Linked DNA regions of Mus musculus: regions 1 and 3 are each linked to region 2. A link is a contact called in public HiChIP or PLAC-seq and promoter capture Hi-C data. All regions are on one chromosome and are shown on one strand. Each heading gives the region's core, a stretch centred on a gene start, on an enhancer-like site or on the middle of the called end of the contact. The rest is flanking DNA. Distances are from core to core; before and after follow the strand shown. Region 1 holds the start of Prkag1 (protein kinase, AMP-activated, gamma 1 non-catalytic subunit). Region 2 holds the start of 2310068J16Rik (RIKEN cDNA 2310068J16 gene). Region 3 holds the start of Kansl2 (KAT8 regulatory NSL complex subunit 2).

Region 1 (3,092 bases), core at 311-2,810, 1.1 Mb before region 2:
GCTACCTACTGAGACCCTGTCTCAGAGAGAGAGAGAGAGAGAGAGAGAGAGAGAGAGACTTCCAACTTGGTTTTAGCCACCTTTTCTTACACTATCATCAAAATCTAGTTTCAACACTACTGAGCCATGGGCTGAACTCTGCTCCTAGGCTCACTGTAATTTCTCCTTCCTTTAGTCAGGTGTCTGTATCCTAAGGACACCTTTAATCCCAGCACTTGAAGGCAGAGGCAGGCGGATTTCTGAGTTCTGAGGCCAGCCTGGTCTACAGAGTGAGTTCCAGGACAGCTGCCAGGGCTACCCAGAGAAACCCTGTCTCAGGGGAGGGGAAAAAAAAAAAGCCCTAAGGACAGTACTTACTACAGTCTACCTTAACTAACAGCCTTCCCGGTACCTCTCATCTCTGTCTCTCTGTACTCCAGTATATATAAAGCAAAGGGCTAAATTCGTAAATATAGAGAAAAGTTGCTTTAGAACTATATACTCACAGTTCACTTATAATGTAAATAATACATTTACAAGTTAGAAACGTGTTGTTTTAAATTTAATGTAATCAAACTACTTTTGCTGAGAATGCTTTCTCTGTAGAAAAACAAAATCCTTGGTTAGAGGACCACCTGCATACCATTTTACCACTTTATCCTTCCTTCTTTATAAACTAAGTTACACTATTCCTCTGCACACAAAGGGGCGGGGGGGGGGGGAGGGGGAGAGAATTTACTCCAGGCCAAGTAACTGACTCAAAGAAAACGCAATTCTAAGAAGAGCGAACCTGCAAGTATTACATGGATATATGGTGGGGGAAGACAAACCCCAAGCTGCCCTCAGAAGATACTCGGTTAAAAACTACGGAGCAGGAAGTCGATGGGAGGGCCTTCGGAGTGGCAGAGAAAGCTCCTGCGAATGAGGTCGGTCAAACAAGTAAGTAGCAGATAAACCTACCGCATCTGTAAAGAGCCGAGCCGACGGTGCTCGCCAAGAACGAGCTGTCAACACGCATGCACAGCGTCACTGATCAGGACACGACCTAAACTTGTCCAGGGGACACAGTGGCCTCCTGGATTCCTTCCTTCGCGGAAAATTCAATTCTCGGGCTTAGTAAAGGAATGGAACCTCGCAGGATGCCAACAATTGCTTAAGCAATCGCACAAACGGGGTCCTGGAGCTCCCTGCAAGCCGGGCTCGCTCACCTAATACGCGGGATCACAACCCCGCTCTCATGCAAACTTCGGAAAGGACTTGAGGCACTCATGGGCAGGGGGCTCCAAGCTCACAACCCGCTCCCTATCTCTCAGGGTACCGCGGACCCCTGGCGGGCGGGCGGGCGGGCGGGCACGGGTGTGGCCCAGACCTAGGAGAGGCGCCCACCCGAGCAGAGGAAGGGGAGTCCCGGACTCCAGCGCCAAGCCGGGCCGGCCTTCCCCGGCTCCTAGCGGGGGGTCTCCGGCTCCACAGCGCCCCCCGCCGCCCTCCTGCGCCACTCACCGACTCCATTGCTAGCGCCCGCCAGTTCCTCAGCTTGGAAAGCTCCCTGGCGCCAGACCCCGCCCCACATCCGGTGCCGCGCACCACTTCCGCCTACGTCAGACCCCAGCCGCAGGGCGGAAGGCGGGGAACCCACCCTTCCGGCGGTGGCTGAGCCTGGTTTATTGGGTAACCTTCCTCTCCCAGCTCTCCAGGACCTTAAGATCTGGCCAACGGCGAGGGTCATGGGACAGAGGCACTTGTATTTAAAATGTTCTTTTTTTATTTATCGTTTAAAAACAAACTTTGAAGAAGCAAAATCCAAAACTTGCCCTTTGCCTCTCGCAACATAAATTATGTACAGTTCAGAATGATCGCTGATACAAAACATGCCAAGGACAGGGGCGCTGGGGGTGGAGGAAGAGAGAGCGCTTTAAAAAAGGGAACCATTTCATCCGTTGTCACGAAGGACCAACCTTGCTGTACAGGATACACACAACACAAAAGAAAGTTCTTCACGGGTTCACACTTGTCAGCGATTTATTTTTTTTTAAAGGGGGAGGGTCCTGGAGGTGAAGGTAGAAGGTAAAAAGGGAGAAACTGAAAATTGAGTGCAAGTGTAAACCAACCCAAAATACAAACACAGGGGGCGGGGTTGGGGGTGGGATTCTGATGCAATTATACAGGCAGGGTACTTTAAAAAAAAAAAAAAAACCAACAACAACCAAAATTCCAACCTTGTAGCGTGGGTCTGAGTTATAGTTTATATAAAAATTAAAAACTGTATAAGGTTTCTTCACTAAATTCTACAGGACTATCGGATACCTAGCATATGCTTACAAAGTCTGCCCCTTCTCCTTTCCCAGTTCTAGGGCCCAAACCCCAACCAGAGCCTGACTCACAGGAGACCATCTCCCCCACCTAATGCCTAGACCGTTCAGCTCTGTGGCTTTGGGGACAGCAAGCCCAGGTTCCCACTGTCTAGTCTAATTACAATGGTTTCCGTGGGAGTGTGGGGGAGTTGTTATTCTCAAACATTTGCAGCTTGAAACAGTTGAGGAAGCAGCTTTAAAAAAAAAAAAAAGAAAAGAAAAGAAAAAAAAAAGGCCAGAAAAAAAAAAAAAAAAAAAAAAAAAACCCAAAAATCTCCCTACCCCCATCAATCCACAATCCCCCAAATTTAAAACAAAACAAAAACCTAAAATCACAACAGCAACCGCCCTACCCCTCCAGCAGGCCTGCCCATTTGCCACCATCCAGCCCATCTCTACAATCCAGATAATCTGATTCTTGAAAATAGTAATTACAAAATGCCCTCTGCCCACAGCCCCTAGGAGAGAACTGCATAGAAGCGTCATTTCATCCCCTCGCTCCACCAGAGAGGGGTCTGAGGCCTCACACACCCTCTACCCTACCGCTACCCGCAGGAAGAGGTTCGTCTGCAGCACAAGCTTGGGGGGGGAAAGGAAGGGAAAGGAAGATAAGGGCACCATCACCCTCTGGCTCCCCCTGGGGCCAGCTCACTTTGTGCGTTATAACATAGTCCAACTATACAACCCGGGTAAGAATCACCCAGCTTCTCTCTATACCCCCACCTTACAGCAGTCACAGCCAGGGGGTGGGGAGGGGGG
Region 2 (3,299 bases), core at 16-2,515:
CTGCCTCCCAAGTACTGGGATTAAAGGCGTGTGCCACCACGCCCGGCTCATGTTTTTTTAAATTAAAAAAAAAAAAAGTGTTTGAAACTGGAGCAATAGAGACTGGTAGAGGAAGAATAACTCTAGTAAAAATAATTAAATATTTGTATACTATTTTATTTGACTATGAAAACATAATAAAGAAGAGATCTAGGCTAATTATTTTTAGTAGAGCATTAAGCATCACAGCGGAGCATCATTATGTTAATGAGACCTGATTCCGAGGGGCTTGGGCTAAAGTTTTATCAAAGTTGTAGCGAAAGGAATCTGACTGTTCCAGCACTCCTCCAACAATACATTCATAGGGTCTTAAGATTAACTTATGCAAAATGCTTAGTAAAGTACAAGCACTGAGTAGCTGAAGAGTATCTTAGCTCCCTCTTCAGCTTTTTTTTTTTTTTTTCTAATGAGGGGCGGGAGGAGCCAGTACGTCATCAGCAGGGGCGGGTGCACTCGGTCGCTTTTTAATCGGACCTAGGTTTTTAACCACGAATCTGCGCAAGGGTTAGCAGTGCGGTGTCAGCTTTTTGGTAGAAAGTACAAATGCTTTAGTGAGCGTTTTGCACAGCCCGGCGCGGCCTCCCGGGCGTCGACCCACACGCGACACGTACCACACACTTTCGCCTTCGCCGCCACAGACGAGCCTGCCGGAGCGAAGCACGCACAGGGGCGGGCAGGCCCTCCGCCCCCGGAAGCAGTTTTCCTCCAGAACCGGAAACAGTTGTTGCTTCCCGGGAGGAGGGACTGGGCGGGTCAGGGCGCAGCGGCTGACGGCGGGGGAGGAGCCGGGTCCACTGCCGGGTGGAGGGGCAAGGCGAGTGTCCTTATCCTACCGACCGGGGCCCGGGCCTGGGAGCCAGTTGGAGTCGCGGCAGCGTGAACGATCGGGCCGAGCGGAAGCAGACATGTTGCTCTTCGTTGAGGTGAGTGGCTCGGGTCGCCCGGTCGGGCTCTGAGAAGAGCCGGAGTGTTCGGGGCGCGGGCCGGTCCCACCGCCATGTGACTTTCCAGGCCGTCCACGCCGCGGAGCCCGACGAGAGGCTGACACAGCACCTGGGCCGTGCAGGCCGTGCAGCCCCGCTGTGCCCTCCGCAGGCCCGAGGAGCCTGTGTGGGTCGAGGCCCCCGGCGGCAGGGAAAGGGAAGGCGGCGCGTCGGGGGCTGGGCTGAGGTGGCGTGAGGAGCCGAGGGAGCCGAGGGTGTCCCATATGGAGCTCCTGAAGGAGGCGAGCGGGCGGGCGGGCGGCGGGGGCGGAGCCTGCGGAGAAAGGGCGATCAGGTGGGCGCGCTGGGGGTGAGCGAGGCCTCGCGGGGCCGCCTGGGACGGAGCGAGCAACATGTGGGAGCGCGGGAGAAGGGGAACTGCGGGCGCGGTGGGGTTTTGTCTCGCTAACTGGGGAGGGGCGTGTTGTTGTTGTTTTTTTTTTTTTTTAAGAGAGTAGAAAGCTCGCCCGCTCCCCCCACCTCCGGACCCCCCAAGCTGCACCAAAATTTTGTTGGGTTGCGTCCGCCGGCTCTGGAACGTTCGAGGGGGGTGCGGGGGGAGAAAGCGAGCTGGTGCGAACGGCGAAGCCCCACAGGGGTCGGAAGCCTTGAAAGGCACCGCTCTGACCTTTTGTAAAAGTTACTCGGGCTGCGGCTGCGTGGTGCGGGTTGATTCCGCGAACCTGTTCGGGGCCAGTTACAAGGAAAATTGCAAAGGAGGAGAGAAACTTAGGTGAAGCCGGGGTTTTGTGGTGGTGTTGGATCGGTGGAAATACCGTTTCTATTGGACCGTCTACCGTCCGCCTGTTTGAGATTTCAAGGTAGTGATTACCTGTCTTAGACAAATAATGAAGTTTAATTTCTCTCGTTTCTGCCCGGTTGTGTTGAGTGAGCATCAGCTGACTGCCTGGCAAATGCTTTGAGTAGATTCCAGATCATATTGTTCTTACATTGTGAAAACGTCAATCCAGCAAAGCTGCAACTTTGCAACTTGGCATTTGTTAACTATGCCCATAAAAAGAATCTTTTCATGAGAGACGGAATCACAGGTTGTATAATGGACTTGGAAGATGGGGCTAACTTAGGGGCAAAGAGTGTTCAGAGTGGTGGTGGGAGAATCTTAGGGTAGTCTGGCATAAAGTAAATAAGCAATTCTTATTTTTCATTGTGTATATTCGTTGTACTTGGTATTGTGTTACATAAGGACATTTTCACACAAACACGTGTATTGTATATTAAGCAAATAACTGCTTATATCTTCTATACTCATTTTCCCTCATTACTGATCTACCTTTCAGTTGATAAGTTTGGGATCCTAAAAATTAGGCGTTAAAGACGCTTAATTAATGTATGCTGAAGGTCAGTAGTATGTATTCATTTGGATATTTGAAACAGTCCACTAAAAATTTCGAACAGTGGACTCAATCTTTCTGTTTATTTTGTTGTTATTAATTTAAGTTCACCTTGGTTTTGAAAAGGACAAGAAATCAGGTTTTATTGTAAGCAGGGCTTAGTTTCCTTTTTAGGAATTACCATGCCGTGCAAATATTGTTCACCCCACCCCCGGAGACAGGGTTTTTTCTTTGTAGCCCTGGCTTACCTGGCACTCCTCTTTAGACCAGACTGGCCTCAAACCCAGAGATCTGACTGCCTCTGCTTCCTGAGCCCTGGGATAAAAGGCATATTTCCAAGTTTAGACATAGTATATGCCTTTACCTCCCAGAGTGCACCTCTACTCCTGGCTCTGCTAATGAATTATTATTGTATTTTCCACCAAACTACTATGTAAATTTAGTTAATATGCTCATTAGTCACTCAGTTCATCATTTTCTCATATGTAGTTTATTGAAAATTAATGTTTTGAAATATATTAAAACCAGTTAGAATTCAGGGGGGGGGGTGGTACACATCTTTAATTCCAGCACTTGGGAGGCAGAGGCAGGTTGGTTAGGCCATCCTGGTGAACAGATCCAATTCCAGGACAGCCAGGGCTACACAGAGAAACCATGTCTTGAAAAACCAACCAAAACAAAAAACCCTGATTTGTCTAACATATCAACAATTTTACAATATTTTGATAATGGTAATTGATTTACTTTGTGATCTTACACATTTCTTGCTTCTTTCTTTTTTTGTTTTTTGTTTTTTGAGACAGGGTTTCTTTGTATAGCCCTGGCTGTCCTGGAACTCACTTTTGTAGACCAGGCTGGCCTCAAACTCAGAAATCCCCCTGCCTTACTGGGATTTGAACTCAGGACCCTTGGAAGAGTAGTCAGT
Region 3 (3,281 bases), core at 235-2,734, 1.4 Mb before region 2:
TAGCCCTGGCAATTCTGGAATTCAATGCTTTTACTAGGCTGGCCTGAACTCCCAAGTGCCAGGATTAAAGGCCTGCACCACTGCTGCCAGCATCATCACCTCTGAGCATTTGAGTGTTTTGACCTGCCTCCCAAAGAGTGAATATCCTTAATACCTTTTTTACAAACACACGACCTAAAACTCCGCAGATACGACCAACTCTACACATCATGTTCCCCTTTGCACTTTAAAACTGAAGGCAGGGGACAAGCATGTGGCACCAACATTCTCCCACTCCAGTTCCAGGAGACCCAACGCCCTCCCCTCAAGCATGAACGTGGTACACCAACACACATGCAGGCAAACACCCATACACATGAAAGTTCTTTAAAAAACCATAAAGGGTTGCCAAAACTGTTCCAAGCAAGGGCGAGACTGTCTCAAAAGAGGAGCCGGGGGTGGGGGAGTCTGTGACTCTGCAAGCCTAGCTTAACCTTCTGTCTGTCCTTCCGTACCAGGAGGTACTAAAACCGACTCCAGCAAATTGGCCTCTGACCTCCCCACGTGTCCCTAACCACACAAAACAAACTACCAACGGGAAATAAATGCTTCGAAATGTAATAAAAGTCTAACGGTAGGAGGTTTGGGCGTTGAAGCAGGCTCGGTGATACAACCTGTGCTTGGCGTGCATTGAAAAGTAAGAACGACTCTCGGAGCCCGAAGGCACCCATATAACCCACGCCTCTCCACGTACCCATCTTTCTTCTCGGGCTTTGGGGCAGCACTGGGGCACCTTTTTCCATTCTTCGTCGAGACGTAACTACATTGTTTGAAGGGTGCATTCTTGTCTTCAAGAATGTGCTTAATGCAGAACTCCTGCCCCTCCAGCCGCGGCTGAGAGCACGGGCGGTGAGTGAACGAACAGGAAAGGGGCTCCTGCGACCTGGGCACTGGGGTGATCCTCCCCCGATTCGTTGGCAAGACGTGAATCCGAATCCTGTTCATGCCAAAACCTGCGGGGAGGGCGGTCACACGACAGATCGAAACGGCCTTAGCCCGGCCACGAGTCCTGGTTGCGTGCTCCCGCGGCCGCCCTCCAGCCTCCCGTCACCGACCCGCCCGCCGCCCGGGCCCCTACCACGTTGGCCGAATCTCCGCAGCAGCAGACCGGAAGCGCGGCGCCTGTCCCACGCGGCACCACTGCAACGGCGCGGCACGCCCCGCCCCCACGCCCCGGCTCGCCGCCTTTGTCCCTGGCCGCCTCAGCGCTCACAGCCCCGACCCGAGCGCCTTGGCCGTCGTCCTACAAGCGCCATCTTGTCCCACGGCTCCCGGCACCGGAGAACCTGGCTCCCCGAAAGCCTAGCAACCAGAGAGGCTCCAACGCTGCAGGAGACGACGTGCCGCGCTGAGCTGACAGAGAAGGCGAGCAGCGCCTAACAGCAAAGGAGAAGCGCCCGGCACGGCGCCATCTTACCTCCCCCACCGCGCGGCACCGCGCAGCTTGCCCTCTGGCTGCTCCGCCTGCTCGGAACGCGACCCTAGACGCTGATTGGTTGCTGCGCTGAGGGTGCTGTGCTCCTATTGGTCAGAACTAACACTAGCCTGTGGAGGGCGGGACAGTGAGAGACTCCACAACGGGAGTGGCTGAAGTGAAGTGTCTGTCAGAAACTCGGCCGGTGAGTGGGCCGTCGGAAAGGCGGGCCACCGCCAGTCGCCGGATTCGGATATTTTTCCATCTGAAGGGTTCGTCTTCTGGTGGCAGTAGTCTCCAGTCTTCTCGGGCAGCTACTTCTTTACCGTCCCTACACAGCAGAAGAGTAGACATTGGGGTGGCTGGAGAAATGGCACCGACTGCTCTTCTAGAGATCCTGAGTTCAATTCCCAGCAACCACATGGTGGCTCACAACCAACTCTAACGGGATCCGATGCCCTCTTCTGCAGTGTCAGAAGACAGGGACAGTGTACTCATATGAATAAATCTTAAAAAAAAGAAAAGAAAAAAAGTGGACGGTGGCTGACCGTGTTTTCTGTTTACACATGAAAAGGTTTTATTAGTTTTCTATGGTGACCAACCAGTTCATTTAATTTTTTTTTCTTGGTCATTTCATGTAAACACTCGAACTCTTTCTATCTCATGAATCATATATATGTACTAATTAATTTTTGTAGAGCAGCCCTAAGAGGTAGACATTATTTTTTAGGTAGACATTATTTACAGATAAAGTGATGGAAAATCAAAATGACTTCTGGCATAGCGCATGCTTCTCAACGCCCTGCCGAATAGTGTATTATAGAAACAGGCTATTCCGTTTTCACGATTCTTTAAAGATTCCAACCACACCTATAGAAATCCGATGGCTCTCTGCCTTATTCTCTTCTTCTTCTCCCCCCCCCCCCGCCCCCCTTTGGAGACAGGGTTTCTCTGTGCAGCCCTGGCTGGCCTCGAACTCAGAAATCCGCCTGCCTCTGCCTCCCAACTTATTCTCTTAAGAGAGTATCTCCCACTTGGTAGTGGTGGCAGACTCCTTTAACCCCAGCACTGGGGGGGGGGGGGGGGGGGGGAAGAGTAGAAGCAGGCAGATCTCCGAGTTCGAGGCTAACTTGGTTTACAAAGCCAGTTCCAGGACAGCCAGGGCTGCACAGAGAAACCGTGTCTCAAAAACAAAAGATGAAAAAGCCACCAGGTACGGTTACGGTAGGTAGCACACACCAGTAATCTGAACACTGTGGAGAGAGGCAAGGGGGTCTCTGTGGTCAAAGACAGGATCTGGACTTGTCTCACTGAACCTGGAGTGCACCATTTTTAAAAACTTATTTGTGCCCGGCATGGTGGCGCACATGCCTTTAATCCCAGCACTCGGGAGGCAGAGGCAGGCAGATTTCTGAGTTCGAGGCCAGCCTGGTCTACAGAGTGAGTTCCAGGACTCTGAGTAGCCAGGGCTACACAGAGAAACCTTGTCTCAAAAAAACAAGGGAAAAAAAAGAGTTACAGTGGTTTGGTGTCTCTTCACACCAATAAGAATTCAGGTACATGCGTACATGATGTAAACTCTCCCATTTAAAAATAAGAAAAATGTTCACCAGCTACTGTTCCTATTGCTGTGCCTAAGACATGATCTCCTTATACAGCCATCTTGCCTCAAATAGCTACTCTCCTGCCTCAGCTTCTTTTTTTTTTTTTTTCCGAGACAGGGTTTCTCTGTATAGCCCTGGCTGTCCTGGAACTCACTTTGTAGACCAGGCTGGCCTCGAACCCAGAAATCTGCCTGCCTCTACCTCCCAAGTACTGGGATCAAAGG

What was found. Promoter capture Hi-C pulls out the DNA fragments that hold promoters and counts their contacts. HiChIP or PLAC-seq counts read pairs in DNA pulled down with a chosen protein or histone mark.
Region 1: a contact with region 2 is called in an H3K27ac HiChIP or PLAC-seq map of microglia, with 7 times the contacts expected there. The contact joins the promoter of Prkag1 here to the promoter of 2310068J16Rik in region 2. A contact is called at or near these places in 1 of 39 promoter capture datasets (liver) and 1 of 115 datasets of contacts at active chromatin or transcription factors (microglia).
Region 3: a contact with region 2 is called in a promoter capture Hi-C map of erythroid cells, with 10 times the contacts expected there. The contact joins the promoter of Kansl2 here to the promoter of 2310068J16Rik in region 2. A contact is called at or near these places in 2 of 39 promoter capture datasets (erythroid cells and liver).

What each region holds. Positions count from the first base shown.
Region 1 is chr15:98,829,948-98,833,039 of GRCm38.p6, forward strand. It overlaps Prkag1 (protein kinase, AMP-activated, gamma 1 non-catalytic subunit), which reads right to left and starts at 1,561. Exons shown (of 12, transcript NM_016781.2): 1 at 1,483-1,561. The coding sequence starts at 1,491. Kmt2d (lysine (K)-specific methyltransferase 2D) reads right to left here. Exons shown (of 55, transcript NM_001033276.3): 55 at 1,722-3,092.
Region 2 is chr15:99,972,022-99,975,320 of GRCm38.p6, forward strand. 2310068J16Rik (RIKEN cDNA 2310068J16 gene) reads right to left here and starts at 1,266. Exons shown (of 1, transcript NR_028124.1): 1 at 146-1,266. It overlaps Larp4 (La ribonucleoprotein domain family, member 4), which reads left to right and starts at 759. Exons shown (of 16, transcript NM_001024526.2): 1 at 759-962. The coding sequence starts at 945.
Region 3 is chr15:98,532,785-98,536,065 of GRCm38.p6, forward strand. Kansl2 (KAT8 regulatory NSL complex subunit 2) reads right to left here and starts at 1,485. Exons shown (of 10, transcript NM_133714.5): 1 at 1,118-1,485; 2 at 734-992. The coding sequence starts at 984.